Linked DNA regions of Mus musculus: region 1 is linked to region 2. Evidence: chromatin contacts called from public Micro-C data. All regions are on one chromosome and are shown on one strand. Each heading gives the region's core, a stretch centred on a gene start, on an enhancer-like site or on the middle of the called end of the contact. The rest is flanking DNA. Distances are from core to core; before and after follow the strand shown. Region 1 holds the start of Insig2 (insulin induced gene 2). Region 2 holds the start of Celrr (cerebellum expressed regulatory RNA).

What was found. A called contact is a pair of places that touch in the nucleus more often than the background predicts.
Region 1: a Micro-C map of embryonic stem cells shows a contact between it and region 2, with 2.5 times the contacts expected there. The contact joins the promoter of Insig2 here to the promoter of Celrr in region 2. A contact is called at or near these places in 2 of 484 Hi-C or Micro-C datasets (embryonic stem cells and muscle stem cells).

The regions. Positions count from the first base shown.
Region 1 is chr1:121,325,914-121,331,189 of GRCm38.p6, reverse strand. It overlaps Insig2 (insulin induced gene 2), which reads left to right and starts at 3,166. Exons shown (of 6, transcript NM_133748.2): 1 at 3,166-3,499.
Region 2 is chr1:121,084,048-121,089,278 of GRCm38.p6, reverse strand. It overlaps Celrr (cerebellum expressed regulatory RNA), which reads right to left and starts at 1,874. Exons shown (of 3, transcript NR_110450.1): 1 at 1,723-1,874.

The sequences.
Region 1 (5,276 bases), core at 1,917-4,416, 240 kb before region 2:
TTTAATCACAGCGATGAGAGAAATAACTAACATTGCTATTACATATCAATTTAACCATTTATTGTGGTTCTCTCACTAGACTGTAAGCGCAATTTGTCCATTTACTTTCTTCTTAAGGTCCAGTGCTTGATGTCTAGTAGCTGCTCAGGTTACAGTTGTAGAAGCGATGAATGAACTAAGAAATGATTCATCCAATAATCTTAAAGAGGCAAAATTTCCTTTTAGGCCCCTTAAGTTATGTATCTGTGTTAGTCTGTTTTGTTATGCTTGCTATAATAAACTATCTGGGACTGGGTCCTTTTTATGGAGATTTTTACTTAGCTCACAGTTTTGGAAGGTCAAAGTCTAAGACACTTGGCCAGGCTGGTTGAACCTGGGGAGGGCCTTTTACCTATGAGGCAACATGGTAGATAATATAGAGGAGACACGTGTAAGAGGGCAGGAGCTTGCCGAGAGGCAAGAGGCTTGCTCTTCTTATAACAACCTGCTCTCTAATAATGAATTCACTCATACCAGTCTTTAATCACCCCATTCATGAGTGGAGCCCAGATTGCATAATTGCTGTTTATTAGGCCCTGCCTATATCTTAAAGGTTCTACTACAGTGGTTGATATCCCCATACTAGGGCAGATTTCCATAAGCCTGGCATTAGAGAAGCTATGGCCAAACAAAAGCAGTATTTCACATTAAAACCTCCAGCTTTGGCGATACAGACACATGACCCCTGTGACCCCAGCACTTAGGAGGCAGAGGCTGAAGGATCTCTACAGGTTCAAGGCCAGCCTAGCCTGCATAGTGAATTTCAGGTCAGCCCCTGCTACACGGTGAGCTCTTGACTCAAATATGACCACAAACAAACAAACAAACACTACCATAAAAGAAAGATAAGATAGGTTTTAGAATTTGGGGTTCCAGTCATTGAATAGAAAAACCTGCCATGTTCTTTGGTTTTACTGTCTCGATGCTTTTTATTTGAGTAAGATTTCCAAGTGCCAGGTTCTCAGAACCTTAACTGAAGTATCCGCCCACATACAATAATTACCATTAAGGCTGAAGATGTCTGCTAGCTGCTCAGGTTGAAGTTGTAGAAGAGATAAATGAACTTGTAAATGATTCATTTTATAATCTCAAAGAAGCAAAAGTTCTTACTGTTTTTTTTGCTTTGTAGAAGTAAATGAAGCTTTTAGGGAAGTAAAAGCAGCCCAGTGACTTCTGTGGATGTTTGCTTATATTTAGCTGCAGTGTTTATTCTTTCTAATTTGCCCAATGGTCTCTCTCATTGAAAGAACAAACAAGAAGTATTATTGGGGCAGGGCAACAGCAGAACTATCAAATCACTGATATTTCTAGTGGTTAAAAGGACTTTAAAAATTAGCAGGTTCACTATTTTACTTCATATCTATAAAAAGAAAAACCTAGAAAAAAAGGACCAATTGGACCTGACTTCACATATGGAGTCAGTGCTGAGACACAACTGAACTTTCAAAAAGTCTTCACCAGCAGTCCAATGGCACAGAACCAACTTTAAAGTAAGCCAAAATAAATATGATCTCACCGCCCTCTTAAGTCATACCCTGACATCAGTTTGTTCTGGATTTTCATGTTGCTGTGAAAAACAAATGCTTGGCAAAAGGACTTGAGGGAGGATGGGTTTATTTTGGCTCCCATTAAGGAAGGACACAGGCCATCACCATAGCTAAGGCATGGAGGCGAGAGTGAGGTCACACTGACTGAAGAGACAGGAAAGAAACAGGAAACTGAGAGGAGTGTTGATGCTCAGTGAGCTTTCTCTTTTTTATTCAGCTCTTGACCCCATTGGGGCTGCTCACATCCATGTGCTTCTTCCTTCCTTCTTTCCTGAAATGTTTCTAGAAACATCCCTCAGACATACACCCAGAGGTATTCCCATAGCGATTCTCAATCCTGCCAAGTTGACAAAAATATCATATCATGGATAATATGGGTTATCCCATGTGTATTTTTATTTTTCCTTATAAAACTCTTCATCTGTGCAGCATAATTAGCCTAGGCTTTCAATTACTATGCATAAAAACCTGCAGGAATTAAATTTAAGATTAGCTAGACAAAAACCATTAGAAATACATGAAAAGCCATATTATTACATGCTGAGTCTTTTGGTCCAAGTTTAGTTTCTCTTATTTTTAAGAAATAAATGTGTTGATAAAATGATCAGAAACTGTTAAAGATGCATCTGATTGTTAGTTCAAAGTAAATGAAAACAAAGGCATTTAACCAAATGACATTCTCTTGCTAAATTATAGCAATTACTTTAGGCCCATAGTTCCTACAAAACTCTCCTTAAGACCAATGCAATCAGACCACAAGCATAATATATTTTTGGCTAAGCTCCCCAAAAGATGATATAGTGAACAGCCCAGAGGTGGTAATCAAGCCACTTATTAGCCTTTAAAAACACTCTGTAGAGGAATGTAGTGGTGGGCAGGAAAAATGATCAAAACGTATTGTATATGTATGAAATTTTTCTTTAAAAAAAAAAAAAAAGAGTCCTTAAGGACTTCATACAATGCATTTTTATATTTACTCCCCACTTCCCTGACACATCTCCCGGATTCGCACTCCACTTCCCCACTCGAACTTCAAGTCCTTAAAATCTTCAAGGAATAAAGAAAACAAAACTTCTCTGTACCATTTTCCATCCAAAACAACAGCTCATCTGCACCATCTCCAACGTGCACACTATCCATTCTCTTAATTATGGTTTCCAGTTCTAAAAGGAAGGTCTTAGCTGGGCGTGGTGGCGCACACTTCTGATCCTAGCACTGAGGAAGCAGAGACAAGTAGCTCTCGAGGTCTGCCTGGTCTACCTGGGTAGCTTCAGACCGGCTAAGGCTACATACACTGTGTGACCCTGTCTCAAGAAGGAAGCGCTTTAAGTCAAATTTTGACAGTAACAGAGGTGATAAGGTTTTGTGTTGCTTGGTCTTTGACCCAAGTCTCTCGAGAGCTGATGCAAAGAGCTGCCTTTAATCCGTATTCAGAAAGGATACTGAGGCACACTCCAAGGCGGGAAGAAGTTGCAGGCGACAACCGTGGAGCCTGTCACCCGGCTGGCAACTGCGGCCCACGCAGAGGGTGGAGTCTCGGGCTGCGCGTGCGTGCGCGCACGAGTCCCTCACTCCGCCCACAGAGTCCAGATGCCCATCCAGAACCTCTGACTCCCGAGGGCACCAACAACAGCTGATTTCGCAGCCTCTCCTCCTCCCAGACAGGGTCCCCACCTCCTTCCAGCCCGGAGTGCCCGGCACACCGGAAGTCCTTTTGCCCCGTCTCCGCAGAGCGGAGGCAGTGCGCGCAGAGGCAACCGGAAGCTCCTCTGCCCCTACCGTCAGCGTGAAGCCGCCGGGCGGCGCAGGCGCAGTGCGGCTCAGGCGGAGCTGTGGGAGGGGAGTAGGTCGGGGGCCGGTCCCTGAAGATGGCGGAGGCGGGGGTGAACTGGGGGTCTCCGGGCAGAGCTCAGGTGAGCTTATTTGGCCGGGGACGGCTCGAGGACGGCGGTGGCTTTTGGGAAGAGGAGCTGTTTATGTTTTAACGTCGCAGGCTGGCAACACTCCTAGCTGGTGTTGGGGGATCCAGGACCCGCAGGTGGGGCCTGCTGGGGCGAGGGGTCCCCGGCTTACCTGGAGAGAGGTCAGCGAGATCTAGGGAAAAACCAGCGGGCTCATAGAGGGACAGGCTTTGGGGGATGCCGAGGTCCCTGGACAGTGGAAGACTGTCAGAGTGGAAGAAGGCTGGAGGACAGCGGAAAGGGCGACCCTGGAGGTCTGTTTGGGGACAGAGATGGGCCAGCTGTCTAGTGTACACCTGCCCGGACTCGGTGCCTTGTAGTCTGGGAGGAAGACTCAGGCTTGTATGGGAGATGGATGGAAATTAGGTACATAACCGTAGGAAGTTTAGAATCTACCGAAATAAGAGGACTCCTGAGTTGAAGAGTAGGGATTGTGAATCGGAAGTGAATACCTTTTAGGTATGTATCAGTGGGTGCTGCCAAGCAGTTGTTGCCAGGGCCTAGAAGTCGGTTGGTGATAGTAAGTGGGGCTTTAGCGTCGTTCTTTGGGGATGAGCCGGCTGGTAAAGGAAAACAGTGCTTTGCTGAGGATGGCGTTTAGGGACACGAAAGGAGTTAAAACTTAAGTGAAAAGTTGTTCACGGGTAGTGTGAACTATGTCGTTGGGTGAAATAGATACCCCGAAGTGTTTACTGTTTTGTAGGATTGATGAGGAAATTCTTGGAGAAAGAGCAAATTGAGTTGACTGTTGGGACACTTATGTTGGCTGGTTTCAGTGACCACAGCAATGAAAGACAGTCTCCAGTTCTGGATTAAAACAAAACAAAACAAAACAAAACAAAAAAAAAAAACCAAGGCTTCCATGCGGGGCTTCCTCTCTGCCCCCCCTTCCCCCCTAGCTTTGGGGTTTGGCCCAGACAGTGAACTACTGAATGAAAATGAATAAAGGGGTGTCCCCTGTTAATTAATGACCTGCGGGGGAAAAACAATGACTGATGTTTTCTTCCTCCATCGTTTTTTCTGGATTTGTAACCGCTGATATTACTTGTTTTCATAGTATTCAGCTCGCATCTATTATGAAATGACCAATCTATGAGTCGTTTTGTATTCGGGGAAATTTGATGCTTTAAAAACGGATAATTGTGTTTTAGATAGAGATACTGAAAAGGAAAAGATAAAGGACAGTTCAGTAAAAACACTGTTTTTATTGTGTGTAGAAAATTATCACCAAGCAGTAGATAACATTTTTTAAGGACTAAGCTTTCTGTGCTTTCTGTTTAAAGCAGTGCGCTGTGTGACTGCTGCTTGCTTAATGGTTTCTGTGTTTGGGTTTTAATGTGGGGAGAGAAGAGCAACGGCACTTTTTCTTCCTAGAGCTTCTAACGCACCTTTTGAGAGTCATATCTGTATGCTTTTATTTAAGGAGGGTTAAAGCATGTCATGGAATTGCGGTTTTGTCCTGCTGATGCGTATTCTGTTTTGTGAACGCCGTTCTAATGAGCACAGCATGTGTTAAAAAAAGGGTGGTGGTGGTAGTAATTTAACATTTTTATTTGTTAATGTATCTAACCCAGTCTCAGAAGAGAGATTCATCTGAGAATGCAAACTTACCAATGTGACACTAGTTATTGAAAAATGAATAATCCTGTTTGCTTGCAACTAAATGGTTAAGTTACTTGATTTACCAGGTGTGGTGGTGCGTGATGGATATACTAGTGCTTGGGAAGTA
Region 2 (5,231 bases), core at 625-3,124:
AGAGAGAGAGAGAGAGAGAGAGAGAGAGAGAGAGAGAGAGAGAGAGAGACTCACATACGCACATGCATTAATGCTTGAGAGATTTTTTGGAATAATGATAAGCATTTATAGACTTTTATGGGTAATAGCAAGTCTTTTAATTTCTTTGCAATATTTTTATTAAAATGTTTTATTTGCTCTTCACTATAAATATTCTCGCTCTCCACTTTTACCTATGAAACAAGTTGCAAGTTTTATATACTAAAGGCCAGATTAGAAATGTTGCAGTCATTATGTGCTTCAAATATACGTGGCATTAGTGATTCAAAAGCAGCCCTGAGCAAGCTACAAATAAATGCATGTAGTTGTATTCCAATAAAGCTTTATTTACAAAAGCAGAAAGCCTGTAGTTTTCCAGTATGTACTGGATCTACTGTAGGAGATTGGAATCAGTGATCGTTCTGGTTTTATTATGTCACTGTGGTAAAACACTCTGACTAAAAGTAACTTAGGAGAAGAAAGGATTCATTGAGTTTATATTTCTAGGTCATAGTCCATCACTGAGGGAAGTCAGGACAGGAGCTCAAACAGGAACATGAAGTAGAGACCATTGGAAAACCTGGTTGCTGGCTCGAAAGCTCATGCTTAGCTAGACTTCTTACCCAGCACAAGGCCACCAGCCCAGGTAAAAGTGCTGCCCAAAGTGAGCTTGCCCCTCCTAAATCAATTAACAATCAAGAAAACTCCCCACAGACCTCCCATAAGCTAATCCTATCTGAGGCTCCTAGGTTGTGCCAAGTCGACAATCAAAGCTAACTAGGTCAATAGTAAAAACTTTCCCAAACATGACTTCTAGCCTTCAATATGCAGTTAATATAAGCAGCAAAGTATAGGTGACTTTCCATAACTCTAAACTATTAAAACAAGGAAGACTAAGTTCATTGTATCTGGAAAATGGAGGCACAATGTATAATCAACGAAACTGTTAAAAAATTAGAATTATATGTAATTTGAAGTTCTGCCTCGATGCAACAGCCCTCCTGTCTGTGAGGGTTCTGAGCAGAAAAGCTATTATTTCCCACTTATGAACCACAAATGGGCTGAAGATATTTGCATACCTTTTTTATACATAATATATACCGGCACTCTAACCTCTGATTCTTCTTACTAAATTCCATTTAATTTGCCATTAATTAGTAAATTGTTATGTGAAATGCCTGCAAAGCATCTTGGGTGAACTGGCCCTGGCATGATGACTATTCTTCTGCGAGCTATCTGAAATTGTTATTGCTGAGCAATTTCCATGAAAATAGGAGGGCCTGCGAGCTGTTCTTTTAAAATCAGAATAAAATGAACTAAATGGAGGAGAACAAATAAAAGCAATAATAAATCAAGGACAAAAGACAGGAAACTTGTCTCCCCCAAAAAAGTATCTAAGAAGTGCATTAGCCTCTTGTGGATTCAGGTGCTTCCTTGACTCGGAGTGAGGCTGGGAACAAACACAGCAGCGGCAAAGACTGGTCCAGAGGAAACCTGAGAAATACCATTAACGTTCGCATTAAGGGTCTTCTGAAGGGTGGGGATGTGCCTCTGCGGGAGCTGGTTACCAGCAAGGCCTCTTCCTTCTCTAGGACACACTGAGCACATTAACCCATTCAAGGTCAGTTGCAGATCATGGACACCCCCCGCCCCACCCCCATTTCTTTTCTCCCCTTCTTCCACTTACAGCCAGTGCAAACTCACCTTCACTTTAGAGTGGACTTTTGCCTTCAAATTGCTTCCCTGGTAAACTCTCTTTTGGCCTCCTCCGGAACCAAGCCCAGAAGAAAGGGGAGCCTCTGTCCTTCCACCCTCCCTTCCCTGCCTGCTCCTCTGCTGGGTTTCAATGGCTGAATGAACAGTGTGTTAGGTTCACTGAACTTGGTGTTGGCTAGGGTTCTGTGCAGAGACAAAGTCAGCTTCCAGGCCAATTTCCATATGAAAGCAGCTGAGGTCTCTTTCCCATTTTGGAATTCCAGGCAGCACTAGGCTTCTCCATTCCCACCCCCACATCCCAACCCACTCCTAATCTCCACCCACTCCAACTTCTCTGGCTAGGGATAGCTCTCACCAGTTACTGGAGCCTGAGAGAGAGAGAGCAACCTTGAACAAAACAAAACAAAACAAAACAAAACAAAACACAGACTACACTTGCTTCCTATTTCCTGGGGTCAGAGGTAGAAGAGTCTGCCTATTAGGGTATAAGGTGGACGGTGGACAGAAGCCGGTATGTGAGGTCCTACTTAGGAGTAGGAGTAAGTGGAAACAGAAAGGTTTCTTCAATGCTGTTTTGAAGAAAATTGTAATTTCCACTGCCAACTATTTAAGAGCAAACACAACCCACTAAGACTTGCCCTGGCTGTCTGTAAATTGGGTGTTTGGTCTTTGGTGAATGGCTTCAAAATTCTTGTTTCCTTTCCAAGGTGTGGTTTCATCAACCTAAAAAATCCATAAGCGCAGGGCTCGTTTGGAACCACTGAAAGCCTGTTGGCAAATAATACCCTCAGACTAGAAGGCACTCACGAATGCCCAGAACTGGGCAAGGTTGATGCAACAGGGCCCTCACATCCTCCTGTCTTTCACTCTCACCTTCAGAAGTTGCCAGAGGCCTGGAGAGATGGCTCAGTTGGTAGAGTGCTTGCTGTGTAAGTGTGAGGACCCGAGTTCGGATCACTGGGACCCATATAAGTCACTGGACAGTATTTGTATAACCAGCCATGAGGCAGACAAGAGAATCCCCCAAAGCTGGTGGACTGGCTTTCCTGGCATGTTACAAGGCTAGACATCACAAAAAGATACTGGCTCAAACTAGGAGGACATAGGTTGTCTTCTGACTTACACACACACACACACACACACACACACACACACACACACACACACACAAAAGCGCACGCAAATTCATCACACACAGACATCAAGGTTAAAAAATAAAGAAGTTGCTAGTGTTCAAATCAGCTTTTATCCACTGGCTTGCATTACTTAGTATTAGTTCCTCCCATTTCCATACCTGGTCATACTGCAGTTACACTTCAAACAACACTTTGCCTCTCCCGATTGTGAAAGAGTAAAGTGCAGTGTCTAAGGGGCCGTGGTGAAACACATGCTGGTATTGCTTTCGTTATGTCTCCTAAGAACTGTCAGTTCAATAACAGTGCAACTGTCTGCAGGATGATTTATACAGCTGTAATATAATATGAATGCCACAAAATCATGATAGAATCCATGCCTTTGGTGGGAGAACTAACATGGTCATGTCAGCATATGTGTGTGTGTGTGTGTGTGTGAATATTTGGAGAGGGTTGTCTATTGTGGTTTTTAAACTTCTCCACCCCATGTAGAGGTCAGCTAACAACCTAGGTTATCATCAGTCTTCTCCTTCCATCTTGCTTAAGAGAAGGTCTCATGTTCACTGTGGAGTAGACCAGGCTAACTGTCCAGAAAGCTTTCTATTCCCTCATAAGAGTATAAGGACACACACACACACACACACACACACACACACACACACACACACACACACTGGTTCTGGGGATTTGAACTTGAGTCCTCACATTTGCACAGTGAGCAGTTTTCCCACTGAGCCATCTCTCCAGCCCCAGTATTTTCAACTATATGTGTGCAGACATACTTGAGCATGTGTGGATGTGTGTTCAGTGAGTGTGTGGGAAATGTGTGCCAACAGACTTGCACAGTGGGATCTAAATTTGAATAGGTAAGTGGGCATATGTGTCACCCAGTGAAGTGGACGAATGTGCAAATCAGGAGATGGACTGCTGCCAACAGAGGACCCAGCATCCTCTGGGCTGCCAAAGGCTTTGTTATAGTTGGTTCCCAGCAGGCTCTAAACCTCAGTCTCTGCCTGGGGATACAGGATGCTCTCCTGAAAGGAGAAATTATTGAAACACTGCTGCAAACCCAAGCTCGGCTGGGCTTTACAGGCCAGGTCCCTAAGAAACAGCCTGGACATCACTGCAGTTGCAAGTCCTAAACAAAAACACATGTGCTTGCTCAGCCTTGAAATCCAATGGCCTTTGAGCTCTGCTGAAGAATGAAGGAAGAAAATCTGAATTATGCCCCCCTGTTTGGAGCCTGGTGTCATTTATTATGCTGACCAAGAACCTTCTGTGTATATCATAATAAAATAAACCCTCTCATTCTCCCTGACACTATGGTGTGTGAGTCCATGTAGTATATGTGTGTGTTCAAATATGCCTGTGTTCTTATGAAGACCGTGTATGTGTGCGTGTATGTGTATGTGTGTGTGTGTGTGTGTGTGTGTGTGTGTGTGTGTGTGTGTGTAGAGATATACAGTGTCTTTCTTTATCCCTCTGAACCTTATTTCCTTGATACAGTCTCTCACTGAAGTCAGTCTGGCAGCTAGCAAGCCTCAAAAATCCTTGCATTTCAATACCTCACAGTCCTGGGTTTACAGACATGCATGCACCCATGGCCAGCAGTGTTGGGGATTCGAACTCAGATACTCATGCTTGCATAGCAAATGTTCTTACCCACTGAACTACCTCCTTAGCTGCAATCTTTCCTGATAATATCTGGGGATACTGCACTGTCCTGCATCTGGCCTTTGGAATGAATTCATATGTATATGGATTACAAATCAGAGGAAGAGTTTAAGTATTTCAACAGCATGAATATTGATCACAGACTAGATTAAGAGACAGCTAGGAGGATTTCTTCATAGGATAAAATTCTGCCCCCACCCTTTGGGCTGTGGCTGGCAGGCAAAGACAGACATTTATCAATGCAATAATTTCAGCTCTTGAGTAAAGATGTGCATCTCAAAGATTGCGAGTTTAACAAATCAGTGCATTTTGTCCTTAAATTTACTCTGTGGTGACATTTTTGGCAGCAGCACTGCTGGGCTGTAGGATAAGACATGGAGAATGTCCAGGGAAGGATTTCCCACTCCCAGCTGCTGCACACCGAACTGCATTGTCTTGGGAGAGATGGTGATGATTAATGATGTCCAGGTCCCTAGGACCTACTCTACCCTTCCCCCTCTCCCATTCTGTAGGCTTCTATGACAGGAGGAATGGTTTACAGAGTAGTTGAGGGTAACAGATATCAGGTCTTAGATCCAATCTAGTTTAGTGTCTTTATGCATGTGTGTGTGTGGTGTGCACATGCAAGTGAAAGTCAGAGGCAATGTCAAGATTCCGTCTCCATCACTTCCTGCTATCTATCTATCTATC